Regions from separate parts of the Mus musculus genome. Here regions 1, 2, 4, 5 and 6 are each linked to region 3. The links are chromatin contacts, called in public ChIA-PET, HiChIP or PLAC-seq and promoter capture Hi-C maps. All regions are on one chromosome and are shown on one strand. The core of a region is the stretch at or near the end of the contact, and the rest is flanking DNA. Distances in the headings are between cores, read along the strand shown. Region 1 holds the start of B3glct (beta-3-glucosyltransferase). Region 2 overlaps Ubl3 (ubiquitin-like 3). Region 3 holds the start of Hmgb1 (high mobility group box 1). Region 4 overlaps Slc7a1 (solute carrier family 7 (cationic amino acid transporter, y+ system), member 1). Region 5 has its middle 57 kb from the start of Ubl3. Region 6 overlaps Wdr95 (WD40 repeat domain 95).

Region 1 (2,700 bases), core at 57-2,556, 630 kb after region 3:
AGGCCCTCCAGGAGAGTAGTACATGGTCTTAATCACTGAGTCACCTCTCCATCCTTCCAGGATAATTTCAATGAAAAGTCTGATCCACTAAGCCCTCAAAGTTGTTTGCTACCAAAGTAGGGTCCTCAGTTGTGTTACTTGGCTACTAGATTTTTCTCTCTATTTACATCTTGTTTATAGGTACGGTGTCTAACAAAGGGAAGGAATATTTCCTAGGAGAATGCTAGAAAACTTTAGCAATGGGAAACTGTCTATCAGCTTTAGAACTTCCCAAGAAAGCCCAAGGAGTTAAAGCAGCCAACCAAGAATTTGGAAAAACTGTAGCGCTGGTCTTCATCAGTCAAGAGACTGGCACCAGTCAACAAGAAACACACAGAAACTAAGAAATATGACTGCCAAAGTCTTTATGAGCAGGCTTGCCCTAGAGTTTTACTACCTGTGGTTGGGGGAGATGTTCGGTGAGTCATTTGTCCTGTGACCACAGTGGCTGAAAGGCAACTCTAGCTGCCCTCTAGCCTCGCATCATCTAAACACAAGCCAGGGTTGCTCAGTCAGTCTTTTTTACATCCTTGGAGATGCAGGAGAAACTGTGTTTCTGGGAAGGGTCCCTCTAATTCTTCCCTGTAATTGTTTCCCTCTTTGGTTCACTACAATGTAACTGTAAGGTCCTCAGGTGGAACTCTTCCAGGGTGGGAGGGAGACCCTTCAGGATTCTGTGCTGGAAGGAACTCTGCTTATGTGACTTTTCCACCTCACTCTTCTCTGTGTTCTTAATTGATTCATTTTCATCAAGTATCTTGAATACCCTCTCTCTTCCATCACAGTGAACACTCAAAATAACATTAATAAAAATTTAGCTTTACACCAACATCTATTAAGAGCAAAACTCCGGGCCAAAGCTATTAATCAAATTCCATTTAAGAAGAGGATATTAAGTAAATTAGTTGAGCTGATTAAAAACACCTTCATCAAAGTAGAACATCGGTGCCAACAATATTAAGAGTTGAATTATCGATTTTGCTTTTTATAAAAACTGAAGATAGTCCATTAGCAGGGAAGAAAAAAACGATCCTTCTTCCTTCACTTTGAGGACAGTAAGGGTGATCTACTGCTAGGGATGGGGAAAGAAGTTCTGGGAAGCGAAGGGCATGACGGCAGAGTTTGTCAGAGGGTCAGAAAAGAAGCTCTGAGGTCAGATGCCCAGAGGAGGGCGCGGTCCAGCTGGGCAGCAGGACCACCTACAACCGCGCCGGTTGCGAGCGTACACCGGGGCGCTCCCGATCCCGGCCGCCAGAGGGCGCAGCCCGAGCCGGCGCGGCGCCGGGAAGGAGGAGGGGAGCGCGAGAAGGGTCAGGCGCGCAGGGCGTCCGCGCAGCTCGGCTCCGGGAAGGGCGCGGAGCCTCTGCCTCCGGGATGCGGCCTCCCGCGCTGCTGGCGCTGTTCAGCTGCTCCGCGGGTAAGTAGCGAGCGGCCCGGGCGGGCGCGGGGAGGGAGTCCCGGGGCTGCTGGCCACCCCCGCGCGGTTCCGGCTGCCGCCCGCCCCGTCCCGCCCCGTCCCGGCCGCAGCGCCCTCTAGTGGCGCCACCCTCGGCCCGCGCCCTCTCCATCTCCGCCTCCTTCCGCCGGGGCACGCGGGCTGGTGGGGAGGGCGCGGCCGGGTCGGGAGCCAGAGCCGCGCAACTGCTAGAAACTTTACAAGAGGCCGCGCCTTTCCCGCCCCTGCGCGCCGCCCGTGCGCCCTGCGGTGCACACCTCGCGCCCCACTATGAGCACCCCGCCCTGTGCGCCCCCAGCGCCCCGCCGAATGCTTGCCGCGCTCCGCGGTGTGCACTCCGCACTCCACCGTAGCTATCCTACGCCCCACGGCATTCATGCCACGGCCCGCCGTGTGCACTCTGCGCCCCACTGTGTACACTCCGTGCGCCCCACCGTGTGCACCCTCTGCTTGTGCTTACTCCGTGCCCGGCCGTACACCCCCTGCTCTCTACCGTGTGCCCCTGTGTCCCACAGCTGTGCACTCATGGGTCCCATAGTTGTGCATCCCATACCCCTAGATGTGCATCCCCGCGCCCCACCTTGTGCACACCCCTCGATCCTCCATGTGCATTCCCAGTGCCTGGAGGTGCATATCCCAAGTTTCACCCCTCCCGACCTTGAATACCGTATCCCACCTCACCGTGCATACCCCGCATCCCACTGTGTGCACCCCGCTCTCTACCTTGTGCATCCCCCGTGTTCCGCCCTGTGCACCCTGTACCTCCTGTTGTGGACAACCTGCACTCGGCCATGGGCACCCCTTTTCCCACTCCTCCGTATGTACCCTGGATCTCCTGCTGTGCATGACCGGTGTCCCACTATCTACACCCCACCCCCACCCCCGCCCATCGCCCCAGTCAAGCACACACCGTTTTGCCTTAAATACTCCATGCATCCCATCGTGTGTTCCTTGAGACCCTACCCAGCTTTACAGAACCCTGATACAGCCATTAGCACGCCCCAAGGCGCGCCCCCCTCCCCGTATCCCTTGCGTCACCCCCACCCTGTACCCTCAGCTCCTGCAATTTCCCAGAGACCTCCTCTCTTTGTGTACCACTCCCTAGGAACCTACAAACTTGGCCTGCCTTCCTCCTAATGCAGTTGGGCAAGGAGGGGAGGGAGGACCGGGGTGCCCCGCGGAACCTTGAGGCCTCCGGGAAAATC
Region 2 (2,986 bases), core at 228-2,727, 520 kb before region 3:
GATTTTATCAAGAAAAACAACTACATTTTACCAGACAGCAAACTTTATCTAGAAAAGAAATTCATGGCAGCAATATAAAAGTGCTAAAGACAAAACACACACTCCTGTTGTTTGGGTACACAGCAAGTGCACAATGAAAGATGATAATTTCATTTCTACGGCGCCAGACCAAATACTACACATGGGGAGAGGAGAGGAGACCAATAGCCAGTCAAACTCGGGCGAGCACATCCTCTCTGAGGCAGTACAATGGGTTCAAGAACGATACACTTGCATTCTACCCTTGTGTCATCAGGACCAGCAGCAATGGCTTGAAGTTGGTGACAGAGCTTGAGTGGGCTGCTGTCTACAAATACAGCTTTATGAGAGACAGTGTAGTACTACTGGGTGACACTGGTCATGTATACTAGCGATCAGCCAAAGTCCCAAGACTGAGTAATACAGTTTTTACCAGAATACATTTTATTATCTAATTTTAATGTCTACTGCAGAAAAGTCACAAAATAAAAAGGAAGCAACGCTGCCGCGCCTTGGGAGCTGTCCTGCCTGCTGTAGAGAGCCAGCCCACACTGGCACATAGAAAAGGCTCAGGAAGGCATCTGCCTCTGCATAGAAATGTTATTAAAAGAAAATCAATTTCTTCCTCTTCCATTAAATACATGCTGAATAAATATTTAAAGAATATTATTATTAGTTCCCAGATGACATGGTGTGGCCTGTCCTGGAGAACAGGAGCAATTGCAATGTCACTGCAGTGTAACTAAGAACCCAACAGCTTTATCAACTGTGTCACACTGCACAAGGCCCTCAGGAAAAGGGCTCCTCAAGAGAGTGTCTGAAGAGGAGCTGCTGCGAAGGAAGGCGAAGAGGGAAATGTTCCTGATGAATCTACTGTAGACTTCCAAGAGCCTAGAGACTGAATGCTATAAAATGAAAAACACAAGCTCTTGAAATAGCCATGAACTATACCAATTTACTATAGGGTGAAGATGGTAACATGAAAAATACCCAAGTTCATGCATTCTGACATTGAATTTGTTAGTGTCCTGAAAAAAAAAAAAGTAAATTTGAGAGTGCCAGAAGCCAAAGAATATACACAATACACAACTGAAAACAAAACCCCTGACTTTATTTTTAACCCCTAGGCTGCTGTGTTTTCTCAGCCTGCAAGACCTCTACACCCACAAGCAGGTTTCAGATGGGTTTCTCAGACGACTAAACAACTCTTGGCTCAGCAGGTCCACAGGGAGAACTATGAAGGACGTCTCCAAGTCCCGTCTCTGCCACGAAGGGACTGAATTTACTGCATTTTGGAGGCCGCATGAAGCTCAATATCTCTTAGAATGTGGATGACTCGGCACCATCCCATAGGTAGCAGTTTTTGTGCAGAACCATCACAAACATCATGTATTACACACTATGACTCCAGTCCTTACCAGACAGACACTCAGGGTATTTCTACTACACTTTCAGTATGCTGTGCTGGGAACTCTGCCAGCTTTTTGGATTTTTTTCCCCCTCCTGTCAGCAGGGTTGACTTAGAATGAATGATACATAAATGAAATATGAATGAAAGCATTTGAACTGTGGGGCGTTCTGTAGACACTGCAACAGTGTTTGTATCAGCAACAATTTTAGTGTTATTACTATGCTACTTTATGTGTAGTCCCTGTTTCCTCTCAAAGCTATTTTGCCTTGATGATGCTGTCTAGGTTAGAAAGATATACACAGCCTGTGGGGTACTTATTTGGGAAGTAACCATTCTCACAGAAGCTGTCTTTCGAGACTATAACTGCAAAGGTCTTGTGATGGGCTGGGTTTTAAATTATTGTGTAAAATACTAGCAAATATGTCAAAAAAAAAAAAAAGCACACTCCATACTGACCTCTGAAAACCTCTAGGAGTATACTTTATAACTGTGTGGTTTTGCTGTTAGAGAGCAGAGATTGCTGTAAAATGGAATCATCTATCTTGTCTGCTAAGATGCAGAACTCAAGTTTTATTGGCTGCATGCTGTGGTTCCCCCAAAACAAAAGTTCCACCAATGCTGCAGTTATTTTTAAAAGTAATCTGTATTCCAATTCTTACAGCAGAGCATGGTTATAGATGCTTTTTTAAAAGTCACATCACCAGAAAATCAATACTAGAATCAAGCTTTTTTTTTTTTTTGTTTTTTGTTTTTTCAAGACAGGGTTTCTCTGTGTAGCCCTGGCTGGCCTCAAACTCAGAAATCCGCCTGCCTCTGCCTCCCAAGTGCTGGGATTAAAGGCATGTGTCACCACGCCCAGCTTAGAATCAAGTTTGGTAAATGGAATAATATTTAAAAACAAATCCACATGTACTTGTACGCACAAATGTATGAATTTTTATGTATTCAATCCCTTCTCCAATTCCAAACCAAATCAGGTTGAGCTGGGTAGACAGCAACCAGACAAAGAAAGGTATTTTCTCTGCCTCTCAAAGAGCCACAATTCTATCTGATGCAAGAATATGACAGACCTGGCAACCAGTGAGAGATAGATGGCATAACTACTTGTTCTACCATGAACTGGTAACAAAGTCTTCTTTAATGATTTGATCCAGCTGCCAGTCTGGCAGATCAATGTGGCTTACTGAGAAACTGTACCTTAGGTCCTCACTGCAGGTCCCTAGTACACCATTTATTATGTGCAAATGCACTGCCCAGAAGCTGCACTTCACCATCATCTAGCTCCAGCAAGAAAGGAAAATAAGAAAACTACCCCAGATCACCACTCACAAGATTTCTTATTCACGATCGAGACATCCAAATTTAAACTAAGGAGGAAAGGATACTATCACACACATCCTTTCAGTCAGGAAGAGAAAGCTGATATCTGTAAAGCCTTCAAACCACAGGAATTCAGAGACACTTCACATCAATTATTTAAGAAACAGCTAATCTCTTATAAAGCAAAGGAAAAGGAGGTTCAGGTCACTTGACCAGAGTATAAACACTGTTTGCTTC
Region 3 (2,816 bases), core at 236-2,735:
TGAAAAGTTGGGGTGCCCTGGCGCGCGCGCGGGCAGGATTGATTCTCCGCCCTCCCAACTTGGCCCGAGGTTGAGGGGGGCTGCGGCTCCGGGCGGGCCCGAGGCCGCCACGTGCGCCCGGAAGGCCGCACGCAGGCTCGCGCCGCCGCCGCCCCCATTTTGTCGGGCCCCGGAGCAAGGAGAGAAGAAGCCCCGCCGCTCGAAATGGGGGCTGGCTCCGCCCGCGGCCGCCAGGGCCGGGCGCACGGAATGGCCGCTGCGCGTCTTCCCCGCCTGCGCCGCCGCCGCGAGGGCGAGCGCGAGCGAGAATATGGCTCCTTCCCTTTGTGTGTGCGCGCGTGTGAGTGTGTGTGTGTGTGTATGTGTGTGTGAGTGTGCGAGGAGACCGAGGCGCGCGGCGGGCGGGCGGGGCGCTGGCGCACTCGCCATGGCGGCGGGGGAGGGGCGGGGGGCGCGCGGCTCCCCTCCCCCCGCGGCCCCCGCGCCGTCTCCCTCCGCGCGCCCCGCCGCCCCCGCACGGAGAACGCGGGGCCGGGGAGAGAGAGAGACTGAGAGAGAGAGAGAGGAGAGGAAGAGAGGGGAGCGAGAGGAGAGAGGGGGGGAAAAAAAAAAGTTGCCTCAGAACTGCTGCGCCCAGCTTCCCCCGCCCGCCCGCCCGCCTTGTTTTCTCTCCAGCCAGCAGCGCCCGGCCGAGTCAGCCATGTTCCAGCGAGCGCAGCGGCGCCGCTCCCCCCCACACGGCCGCCCCGCTCGCCCGCCGCCTCACCCGGCCCGAGCCGCCCCGCACGGCCGCCCCCGGCCCACCCGCGGCCGCCCTCGCCCGCAGCGGCGCCCCGCCCGCCGCCCCGCGCTCCCCGCCGCGGCCGCCCATACAGCGGGGAAGCGCCGCTGCCCGCCGGCTCGCTCGCTCCGCGCACGCCGCCTGCCCGAAACGCTCGGCCCTGGGGGCCACAAACACGTTTTGGGGAAAAAAAATTTTTTTTAAATAATCCGGAACACGAACACACACACAGGCAGACACAAAACAAAAAAAAAATTTTTTTTTTTTTGCGCCAGTGAAGCGCGGACGGCGCCGCGGGTGTGAAGTGGCGGCCGCCTGAGGCCCCGCGACTCGGCTCGGCTCCGCTCGGCGCGGCACGGCGCGGGGCAGCGTTCGCGGCAGCGGCCGGCGGAGCCTCGCTCCGTGCGCAGTTCCCCCCACGGTCCCCCCTCATTTGCCTTTGTGTGGAGCCTGACCCGCCGGCTCCGGGCCGCGGGGATCCGGCCGCCGCGCAGGCGACCAGGCTACCCGAGGCGCTCTCCCCGCCGCCGCGCCGCCCCGCACTCACCCTCCGCGAGGCACAGAGTCGCCCAGTGCCCGTCCGGCTCGCGCTTGCCCCGGCGCTGTCTCTATGGAGCTCAATGTACTGCAATGGCTGTGAGAGCGGGAGCCAGACGCAGCCTCCTCACTCTCTCCGCTCTGTAACATTACTCTCCAGCCAGCGCGCCTCCTATTGGCTACCGCCAACTCACCAGGCCCGTTCATTGGCCCGTTCCCTCCCATTGTCCTGACCAGAGCCCGCGCGCCATTGGCTGTCTGCGAGGACACGTCACCGAGGATTGAAACAGCGCGCAAATCTGAATGTGTGTGTGTGTGCCGGGCCGAGAGGCTGAGGCGGGAGAGGCAGCGGCAGAGGCAGCAGCTGCTACGGGAAAGCGGAGCTCTATGGTGTCTCTGTGCCTGCGCCTGCCCCGAGCCAGCCCCACGCCCGAGCCGCGGCGCGCGCGGCCAGGGCCCGGCTCCGCCGCAGCCACGGCTGCGTCCCCAGGCCCGGGCGCCTCCCCGCAGGCCCGCCCCCCCTCCCGCTCCACGCTCCCGCCCCGAGCCGTTGGGATGTGCGGCCCGTGCTTGGGGATGCCTCCCCGAGTGGGGTGACTGCTCGGGGGGGCCTGTGGCCCAAACACGGGGGCCTCTGCGGGCTCCGGGACGGCCGTGCTGCTGCAGCCCACCACAAGACACCCCTCCCCGGGACTGCCCGCCTAACGTGCCCACCCTGCCCAGAAGCCTAGTCTGCACCCGCCAGCAGGCGTCCAGTTGCACCCCTTCTTCTGGGTTTGCTCGGGTTTCCCCCAGTACTTCTCGAACTTTTTTTTTTTTTTTCCTTTTGGTGAGACACAAAGCACTGTTTTGAACTTCCCGGACACCAAAGCCTTATACCAGGGAATTAATGCACAGCCACTGGGGTTTGATACTGGCTGTTCTCAGAAAATGTTTGGGGGGGGGCCCAGCTAGAATTAGCAAGTTCTTTAAAGACCTCATTGCCCCACCCCCATACACACACATACACACACACACACACACACACACACACACACAGACGCTGTTTTCTGTGACTCGGTGTGGATTACTGTTAGAATCAAATGAATCTTTGTGATTGCTATCTTGCCTCCGATCACACCACTTAGTGCATACATGTACCTGCTCTAGGGTTACCAGACATTTAGGGCTACTGTTACCTGAGGGATTAGAAGCAGTCGGAGAGTGCTTGGGCCCAAACCCACAGGCCATGCTTTTTCCTGCTCTTCAAGTTGGCTGATCATTCTTAGGTATGCAGAGAAAAATAGCCAGGCTGGCTCTAAAGGCCACAGGCTTCCATCAATCTTTGATGAATCTAACAGCTCTTTCTTTCTGGTGAGCACAGCACCTCTCTTCACTTCAAAACAAATGTCCCCCATTTTTTTTTTTTAAAATCCTGGCTCCTATACACTTCTCAACTAAGAAACAAAGAATTCCTCCAAAATGCACTTGATCCAAGTCAAAACATCCAAGTCATAGA
Region 4 (2,704 bases), core at 1-2,500, 710 kb before region 3:
TCACATTCTGTAGTTTGTAACCTGTGTCAACTACAGTATGGAAATATTAGATAGAAAATTCCAGAAATAAGCAACTGATCATTCTATTTTTTAAAATGGTCAGTATGTGGGCTGGAGAGATGGCTCAGCGGTTAAGAGCACTGGCTGCTCTTCCAGAGGTCCTGAGTTCAATTCCGAGCAACCATATGGTGGCTCACAACCGTCTACACAGAGATCTGATGCCCTCTTCTGGCATGCAGACAGAGTGCTCATAAACATAAAATAAATAAATAAATAAATAAATCTTTAAAATGTCAGTACATAGTAGTGCCTCCATTGTACCCTTAGCTATTGGTGTCAATCTTACTGTGCCAAATGTTATACATTACACATTTGTGTGTGTGTGTCTGTGTGTGTGTGTGTGTGTGTGTGTGTGTGTAAAAGGAAATACTGTGTATATGGGGTTTGGAATAATCTTTTGCTTCAGGCATCCAGTGTATCCATGCTCCCCATGGATAAAAGGGAGCACGTTTTATAACACAACACAGCTGTATAACATTCCACTGGGCTAAAACACAACGAGACACACCACTGACGCTGGGGTGCTGGGGTTGGGAGCACTCGGAAGCTGATCTCACCTGGTGGAAAGTGCGCAGAGAGAGCCAATGGCCACTGCGTACTTAGCTTCTTCCCAGCCCTGGTGCTTGAAGGCACCAGGCAGCGGGCTGTCGATGTCCAGGCAGAAGTAAGGCATCATGAGCGTGAGAGCGGCGGACACGCCAAAGTACGCTATGAAGCAAATGAGGAGGGACGCCACGATGCCCACAGGAATGGCCTTCTGGGGGTTCTTGACTTCTTCCCCTAGAAGCAACAGGGTGTCGGCCAATGAGGGAAGGGGGAGGAGTAGTCGTAGCATCACATCCTCTGCAAGGTCAAACGGGCTAAGCCACGCCCCACAGGGTTCGGTGGGCAGGAACCGGGGTCTTCTGCCCTCCCGTGACAGAGCAGGGTCCTCAGTAACGCCCACCGCATAACCACAGCCCAGGAAGGTGTTCCCGACCCTCCTATGGCAGCTCAGCTAAGGGAGAGGCTTGTTTCTTTTGGCTGAGAAAGGCTGAGAGGCTTAAGGGAGCCTGACCTATCCAACCTGCCCGGCTGTTGTTATTACAAAGGCCTGCGCGTGCAGATATGAAATCAGGCTACAGCCACGCTGTCATTGTCCCAGTCTAGCGGCAGAGCCCTCGTTATGTTAATGATGTAATTTCCTGCCAGGCACTGCTCCTAGGGGGTGTGGGGAGGTGAGAAGCTATCAGCAGGAAGTGACAAATCTCTGCAGTTACTCCCACGGACCCAGAGCTGCAAGTGGCCTGTGCCAAGAGGAAAAGGCATTACTGGAGGTGGTTGCAAAGAAGCAGGGCCCCACGGGTGCGAGAGTCCACGGACCTGTGGTGGCGATGCAGTCAAAGCCCACGAAGGCATAAAAGCAGGTCGCTGCCCCTGACAGGACACCAGAGAATCCAAAGGGCATAAACCCTCCCTCACCGTATTTCACGTTTGTGTCGCTAGGAGAAACAAAACAAAACAGCAAAGATTAGAACACCTGCTGCACGGTTCCATTTTTGGAGACAGCACAGCTCTGAAGAGAAGGACAGCGCTTCAGTCTCTCTGGCCAATGTCCCTAGTCTTCCAGTGAGGACTCTGAGTGAGTGTCAGGCCTCTCTGATCCAGGGCCCGGAGCAACAGAAGCAGGCGGCTTATACTCAACCACTAGATCCCTTAAGCACCGGTACATAGGAGGGAGAAATGGCTGTAGGCAAAAGTGGGGGTGTCGCCACTGAAGGTTTGCTTTGAAGAAACATTGGGCGGCAGCCCCTGTGGAGTGAGAGCCTGGGCTTACCAAGATGAGCAAGGTAGGGCTGGCAAGATGGCTCAGCGGTTAAGAGCACTGACTGCTCTTCCTGAGTTCAAATCCCAGCAACCACATGGTGGCTCACAACCATCTGTAATGAGATCTGACTCCCTCTTCTGGTGTTTCTGAAGTCAGCTACAGTGTACTTATGTATAATAAATAAATAAATCTTTGGGCCTAAGCGAGCCGACCAGAACGAGCTGAGGTCATTTTTGTTTTTGTTTTTATTGGGGTTTTATTATGGGCAGGAGCTGCCACCACAAGGTATGCCCCTCCCACCAAGCAGGTCCGTTCTAATCCTCCTGTGCTTTCTGGGACCTTTTCTTTTTCTTTGTGCTGCTCTTTGTGAAGCTAGCAGCAACTTCAGGCTCCTCAGAAAATTTCCTTTTCTTCTTAGGGGGGGAGCAGAGATCTTAAAAAATCAATCCCCAACAACCACATGAAGGCTCACAACCATCTGTACTCACATACATAAAATAAGTAAATAAAATCTTTAAAAAAAAAAAAGACAAGCAAAGTCGAGTTATTAAATGAAGGTGGAGAAGACGGAGCTTGCCATGTGGACAGCGCAGATAAATGACCAGAAACAGAAGCTTGGGTGCCTTGCTGACGACAGATGCTCTGACTCCGACAAGGGGCTCACACAGCCTTCTCCAACCGATGGAATGGGTGCAGCACCCAAGAGCAAGGATAAACCTTCCACAGAGACCCTGCCCCACTTTGCCTCAGACCTCCGCTCCCTGACATGTGCTGTCAAGCCTCCAGGCTCCTGCCTTAAGTTCCTGCCCTGACTTCCACCAATGATGAACTGTGACC
Region 5 (2,925 bases), core at 163-2,662, 560 kb before region 3:
GGGAGCACCTGTCCTAGGAGTCAGCCAGACATCTGCCAACATGCCAGAGGGGCTTGAACATCCACATTGGTAGTCAAGAGACAGAACTGGTCTACATGCTCAGATGAATCGGTAAGGGAAATGTAGTGTATTTATTCAATAGAATTTTTATTCAGCCATCTGGAACAGTAACATTACTGGAAAATGGAAGTCATTGCATTGAACATTGAGTAAAGCAGGCCAAACTCAGAAAGACAAATGTGTGTTTTCTCTTACAGGCAAACTCTAGAGGTCAAAACCAGTAAAAGACATGTCTATGGACTTGATCCCAGAGGACAGACACACAGACACACATAGAGAAAAGCTGGGATCGGGTGAGCTTGATTCCTCTCCTGGAGCAGCACCAACAGCCTGGAACCTTCGCACGTATTTTGTACCGCACAGGGGGAGGAGCTAGCTGTTTTGGTGGGAGGGCTCTGTAGAGGGAGGAGCTAGCTGTTTTGGTGGGCGGGCTCTGTAGGAGAGGAGCTAACTGTTTTGGTAGGAGGGCTCTGTAGGTCAGCTCTCTCAGGTTGCAACAATCTGGGAACAGATCCCTACAGCTGTTAGTATTTTTGTTTTGTTCTTTTTTATTTTTTTGCATACTCTTAATGTCTACCCTAAAGAAAGACTTTGCCAGTTTCCATAGATCTGAGGCACTCGCCCTGGTCAATGATACCCATCCCTCAGGGCTTATCTGCCCCTTACATGGTCACTCAGGCCTTTCTTGGTTCCCCAGGAGACATAGAAGTAAAAGGGAGATTTTTTAGAAAGGGGGAAGGGTTGAAGAATATGATCAAAGGACATTATCTGTACGTGCTTTGAATGAGACAGCTCACAATGAAACCTACTGTTTTGTATAATTAATCTATTGCCATCAAAATCATTAGAGAAGCAAGGGATTGCGTGGACTGTGAGTATCAGCAGGCTCTTCCCCTTCATCCTGACAAGCAAAATGAGAGATAAATAAAAGGACTTCTCAAAGAAGACTTCCTAGGAGTCAAGGGGCGATATGAGATCTGAGCAGGTGGGGGAGTAGAGGATCGGGAAGATGATAGAAAGGGAAGCTTGAAGGGGCATCCTACCAGAAACGAGTGTAGGAGATCAGCTGAAGGCTGAGGGCAAGCCCACGCGGGGACATTAGCAACATTTCTCCAGCTAGGCAACAGGGTCCAGGGTCACACCAGCAGGTTTCAGCCACCCCTCCCCCACCCACGCCCATGCCATTTCCTCAAACTCTAGACTACTGTAATCAGGAAGCAAGCATGTAAAGTTGGAAAAAAAAAAAAAAAAGATCAAAGCCCTAGACGTCAGCTGAGAACCCAAGTGCTGACAAAAGAAAGCAGTACGGAAGTGAGAGGAAGTGCAAATGAAGACCATGGGACTGTTCACACACGCAGAGGAGAGACTAGACAGGCACTGAGGAAAGCCCAAGAAGAAAGGGGCGGGGCGTTGACGCAGAGGGCTGGCGAGGGGTCACGGGACTTCCACAAGGGGAGTACCAAAGTCTGGCCTGGTGGGCTCTCTGCTCTTACGGCTCTAGGAACTCCGAGATGGGGTCGGGTGTGGGGTTTGCTTTAGCCCAGGAATGTCTACCTGGCTACCTGGGCAATAGAAGAAGAGAGGAGGAGGACGGGAAGGCGTGTGCATGTGTGTGTGTGCACAAATCTTCCAGATAGAATTCAACCCATAGACTGAAGGTATACCTTGTGTTCTTGGGAATTTTGGTGCTGAAGTTTCTATGCCAAGACAAACTAGGAAATGTCCAGGTATCCAGGAACAAAAAAAAATCAATTGCAACAGAAACAACTCAGACTAGCTTGTGTTCTTTTACAATATCAAAGCTGATAGCTGGGTGTGATGCTGCATACCTTTAATCCCAGCACTCAGTTAGCAGAGGTAAGTGGATCTGAGTTCGAGGCCAGCATGGTTGACAGAGTGAGTTCCAGGGCAGCCAGGGCTACACTGAGGAACCCTGTCTTAAAAAACCCAAACCAAAAATCAAACAACAATCAAAGCCCTTAAACAACAAAGTAATGTCTACAAATCACTGAAGGGAAGGGCTACTGAGGCCGTTACCCCGTCACAAGCTGTCCATGTGATCAGAAGGCATCAGGGAGGAGCTGATGCAGACATATGGGAAGAGCATGTCAGAGCAACCTTACCGACAGAGGGCGGAATCGTCATTTTAAGCAGACCAATAGCCATGCACGGTGGGTCACATTAGTAATCCTAGTACTCAGAGGGCTGAAGCAGGAGGATAACTAGCAGTTCTAGGCAGTCTCAGTAACAGGCCCAGTCTCAGCCCAAACCACCACCATCAATAAAACCATGAAAATGACAAGAAAGACCACAGTGTAAAAAATGATTATTAATGTTTTGTATATATTAATGCTAGCAGTAATTTTTTAACCAGTTTTCCCCCCAAATAATGGTTCAGTGGTTAAAAGCACTGCCTGCTCTTCCAGAGGTCCTGAGTTCAAATCCCAGCAACCACATGGTGGCTCAGAACCATCTGTAATAGAATCTGATACCCTCTTCTGGTGTGTCTGAAAACAGCTACAGTGTACGCATATAAATATAATAAATAAATCTTTTAAAAAAGAGAATAGTTTATTGAACTCACACCCTAATACTGAACATTCCAGACCAGGAAAAAAAAAAAAAAAAAAAAGGTCTCGGTAGCCTAATTGCGGTATTAGTTTGCTCTCAGGGCTGGCTTTTTATAGGAAGAACCAGGTTCAAAAGTTCAAAGGCAAGCAGTGATGCAGTACAATATTTCTGTCTAACTAGACAAAGTATCATCAGCTAACCTTTAAGCTGATTGGTCCTGAGTGAGGTAAAAAGGGTGGTGAATAGAATTTCAGAACATGGAGATAACAGGGGACAAGCGATTCAACCCTAACT
Region 6 (2,700 bases), core at 189-2,688, 560 kb after region 3:
GCCCTTCACCCCCCACAGACTACTGTCAGCTCGAAGAAAGCCTCGCTGGAAGATGCCTGAGCTCAGATGGCCCAGCATTTACCAGGCCCTCCGGTGCCACGAGCTTGCCTTTGTGTCTGCTCTCGGGGAGAAGCCAGATCTGTCTGTTCCTGGCTCTGACTTGTTCCCGGTTGGTTTCTGCAGCCAGGAGACAGAAGCAGCGCTACCAGAAAGGAAGAAACTCTCACCCTGGAGCGGTTTCTTGCCCGAGTGCTAAGGACCTTGACCTCCTTGCTTGGCCAGTTCTTTCCTGTGTCATGGAAAGGTTTGGCTGAGCTTAAGGCTTTGACCCCTGAGGCGTAGAAAAGAGCAAGATGAGAAATGATCTCAGCCCATGTGGGCTCATCCTGAAGCAATTAGAGTTGAAATTTCAGAGAACAAATCAGATTCTCGCTGTTCTTTCTGGAATGTCAATGTCTCACTGGATGGAGAGAACCCAGAGCAGGTGGCCGCGGCGAGTGGCCCCCAAACAGCTCCTCCAACGGGCCACCCACCACTTAGGGCATCTGTCTGGGGTAGGCTGAGGACGGGGAAAATCAGGGAGGCTGCTGGAAACAGGGAGGCCTGCTTTCAGACAGATGGAGTTTCTCATCAATTCCTAACAATCCCTTGGGAATAGACACTGTCTGCAGCCATCTTACCAACAAGGAAACTGGGGCTTCCAGATGGTCATCCACCTGTTGTAGGAGCTAGAGATCAAGAGGGGAGTGGCCTTTTCTCAACCCCTGGACTCAGGAGAGGCTAAGTGTGGCTACTAGGTCAGTACCTATGTGATCAGTTCAGAGCACGCAGCCTGGTGGCATAGACATGCACGACTCTGTGATGTAGTGTGATAACCAAGAGGGAGCAAGGAGGTTTGTGTGTGTGGTGGATGTCCCTGGGGAAGGAGATCCTGAGGGGGAGTGATGGGCAGGTCAAAGATCAAAGGGAATGGTGACTACATTGTCCCCTAAACCCTGATGGTGACTATGTTGTCCTCAACCCCTCCCCCTGCCCGCTTCCTGGGCTGCCAGTGAAAGTATGTTCCTGATCTTGAGATAGATTACTGTGCATTTTTCTGGTGTCCTTATAAGAGACATATGGGGATAAGGGGAGAAGAGAGAGAAAGAAAAGGAGGGAGAGTGGGGGGAAGAAGGGGGAGGAGGAAGTAAGCCAGGTAGCTCCCAGAGGGTGGAAGAGGCAGCAGGATGCCCCTAGACACCACAGGAGCACAGTTCTGCCCTCATCTTGCTTCCACACTTCTGCTCTCCAGAGCTGTGAGAGAATAAATGTGTGTTTGAAGGCAGCCTCTGTGCACCAGCTGCAGGCCCAGAAAACTAACGCAGGCAGGCACCATGTTTTCCAGAGGAACGCAGATCTCCCCGGGGCATACGGAGCTCCGGCAGTGGTGAATCACTGTTTTGCTCCCTTATGCTGTTCATATTTCATGCGTATGTCAGGCTCCTGGTAAACTCCAGGGACTCAAACGGAACTAGGACTCTGCTCGTGTTTTCAAAGAGCACGCAGCCTGGTGGCATAGAGATGCACGTCTCTGTGATGTAGTGTGATAACCAAGAGGGAGCAAGGAGGTTTGTGTGTGTGGTGGATGTCCCTGGGGAAGGAGATCCTGTGTGTGTGTGGGGGGGTGATGGGCAGGTAAAAGCTGCCCTACCATAATCCCCATCACTTCTGGGTCGTCTCTGTGTGGAACTATGTATCCAAGCACAGAGAGAGTGTGAGAGAGCGAAAGAGAGAGACAGACAGACAGACAGACAGACACACACACACACACACAGAGAGAGAGAGAGAGAGAGAGAGAGAGAGAGAGAGAGAGAGAGAGTATGAATGTACATTTGAAGTAGGAGAGCAAGTGTTCACAGGCAAGGCTACCAGGTCAAAGAATAGATTTTGGGAGCACCCTGGCCTCTCCTACCGCAAAGCTCTACCCCACCTCCCCTGCTGCCCTGGTTTCTTTTAAGAGAAGAGGCTAGGTCCCATTGTCCTACAGTTGGTCTGGAAAACCCTGGGCTGGCCGAAGAGGACTCTGAAAGTAGAGAATGAGGAGCCTTGGTTAAATCAGGGCCTTGCTTGCATCCTCCTGTCCTATGATTCCCGATAGGCTCTGTCTCCCTTCTAGTTTCCTGGTCAATCCTTTGCTTTCTTCTACTACCCTCAGTACTAGCCTCCTGAAGGTGTCTGCGTGGGGCTTCTCTACTAGTCATTCAACAAACACCGTCTACCAAAATGAAGAAGGTCGTGGCACGTTCCTCTGCTTGGGAGAAGGAAGCTGGATGCTGAGCGGAGGCAGGTGTAACCCAAGTTCCACTTGGGTTCGTGTGGAACACACCTGAGCATTCACACCTGCTGCCAGCTTGGTCTGCTGCAGCTTGGCCTTCTGAGCAGCACACCCAGAGCCCTGCCACCTTGAATTACATGGGCACCGTTCCTCCTACAGTCCACCCTTTGGGAGCAAGTGTGGTAGCTGGGTTTTCCAGGACAGAGTAAGCAGCACCTCCTCCCTGAGGACCAGGGCTTAAACTGATACAGAGAAATCCCAGGCAGCTAGGAATTGTGGGAAGCTTGACCAGCACACAGTCGCTGCTGTTCAGAGTGTATCAGCTCAGGAGTGCAAAGCAGACAAGTTTTGCTGTCTACACACAGATCACTGTGCATCTAAGAGAA

What was found. Promoter capture Hi-C pulls out the DNA fragments that hold promoters and counts their contacts. ChIA-PET counts read pairs in DNA pulled down with a chosen protein or histone mark. HiChIP or PLAC-seq counts read pairs in DNA pulled down with a chosen protein or histone mark.
Region 1: a contact with region 3 is called in an HNF4G HiChIP or PLAC-seq map of pancreatic cancer cells. The contact joins the promoter of B3glct here to the promoter of Hmgb1 in region 3. A contact is called at or near these places in 2 of 115 datasets of contacts at active chromatin or transcription factors (embryonic forebrain and pancreatic cancer cells).
Region 2: a contact with region 3 is called in a promoter capture Hi-C map of liver, with 2.8 times the contacts expected there. The contact joins the enhancer-like site here to the promoter of Hmgb1 in region 3. A contact is called at or near these places in 7 of 39 promoter capture datasets (the 3T3-L1 cell line, 3T3-L1-derived adipocytes, the C10 cell line and 2 more), 5 of 484 Hi-C or Micro-C datasets (cortical neurons, myocytes, pro-B cells and 1 more), 1 of 115 datasets of contacts at active chromatin or transcription factors (pancreatic cancer cells) and 2 of 9 other capture datasets (adipose tissue and liver).
Region 4: a contact with region 3 is called in a promoter capture Hi-C map of hippocampal neurons, with 4 times the contacts expected there. The contact joins the enhancer-like site here to the promoter of Hmgb1 in region 3. A contact is called at or near these places in 4 of 39 promoter capture datasets (the 3T3-L1 cell line, cranial neural crest, hippocampal neurons and 1 more), 1 of 484 Hi-C or Micro-C datasets (cerebellar granule neurons), 3 of 115 datasets of contacts at active chromatin or transcription factors (embryonic forebrain, large pre-B cells and stem cell-derived neural progenitor cells) and 1 of 9 other capture datasets (adipose tissue).
Region 5: an RNA polymerase II ChIA-PET map of effector CD8 T cells shows a contact between it and region 3, with 17 read pairs. The contact joins the enhancer-like site here to the promoter of Hmgb1 in region 3. A contact is called at or near these places in 2 of 39 promoter capture datasets (hippocampal neurons and pre-B cells), 3 of 115 datasets of contacts at active chromatin or transcription factors (effector CD8 T cells, memory CD8 T cells and pancreatic cancer cells) and 2 of 9 other capture datasets (adipose tissue and liver).
Region 6: a contact with region 3 is called in an H3K27ac HiChIP or PLAC-seq map of the NIH/3T3 cell line, with 3 times the contacts expected there. The contact joins the enhancer-like site here to the promoter of Hmgb1 in region 3. A contact is called at or near these places in 4 of 39 promoter capture datasets (the 3T3-L1 cell line, 3T3-L1-derived adipocytes and cranial neural crest), 1 of 484 Hi-C or Micro-C datasets (embryonic stem cells), 5 of 115 datasets of contacts at active chromatin or transcription factors (the NIH/3T3 cell line, embryonic forebrain, embryonic stem cells and 2 more) and 1 of 9 other capture datasets (embryonic stem cells).

What each region holds. Positions count from the first base shown.
Region 1 is chr5:149,676,924-149,679,623 of GRCm38.p6, forward strand. B3glct (beta-3-glucosyltransferase) reads left to right here and starts at 1,307. Exons shown (of 15, transcript NM_001081204.2): 1 at 1,307-1,456. The coding sequence starts at 1,414.
Region 2 is chr5:148,533,349-148,536,334 of GRCm38.p6, forward strand. All of the region lies in intron 1 of Ubl3 (ubiquitin-like 3), which reads right to left. Among named protein-coding and RNA genes, the nearest start is that of Ubl3, 18 kb to the right of the region's middle. Within about 2 kb of position 1,478, at least 41 of the 459 cell types and tissues checked have an H3K27ac peak or open chromatin away from gene starts, as enhancers often do. A contact at or near this core is called in liver and pancreatic cancer cells, where this site is marked.
Region 3 is chr5:149,051,572-149,054,387 of GRCm38.p6, forward strand. It overlaps Hmgb1 (high mobility group box 1), which reads right to left and starts at 1,486. Exons shown (of 5, transcript NM_010439.4): 1 at 1,329-1,486.
Region 4 is chr5:148,341,316-148,344,019 of GRCm38.p6, forward strand. Slc7a1 (solute carrier family 7 (cationic amino acid transporter, y+ system), member 1) reads right to left here. Exons shown (of 13, transcript NM_007513.4): 6 at 1,423-1,541; 7 at 618-840. Among named protein-coding and RNA genes, the nearest start is that of Slc7a1, 57 kb to the right of the region's middle. Within about 2 kb of position 1,251, at least 180 of the 459 cell types and tissues checked have an H3K27ac peak or open chromatin away from gene starts, as enhancers often do. A contact at or near this core is called in adipose tissue and hippocampal neurons, where this site is marked.
Region 5 is chr5:148,494,024-148,496,948 of GRCm38.p6, forward strand. No RefSeq gene overlaps it. Among named protein-coding and RNA genes, the nearest start is that of Ubl3, 57 kb to the right of the region's middle. Within about 2 kb of position 1,413, at least 136 of the 459 cell types and tissues checked have an H3K27ac peak or open chromatin away from gene starts, as enhancers often do. A contact at or near this core is called in effector CD8 T cells, memory CD8 T cells and pre-B cells, where this site is marked.
Region 6 is chr5:149,611,478-149,614,177 of GRCm38.p6, forward strand. Wdr95 (WD40 repeat domain 95) reads left to right here. Exons shown (of 23, transcript NM_029440.3): 23 at 19-417. The coding sequence ends at 256. Among named protein-coding and RNA genes, the nearest start is that of Hsph1, 23 kb to the right of the region's middle. Within about 2 kb of position 1,439, at least 72 of the 459 cell types and tissues checked have an H3K27ac peak or open chromatin away from gene starts, as enhancers often do. A contact at or near this core is called in the NIH/3T3 cell line, where this site is marked.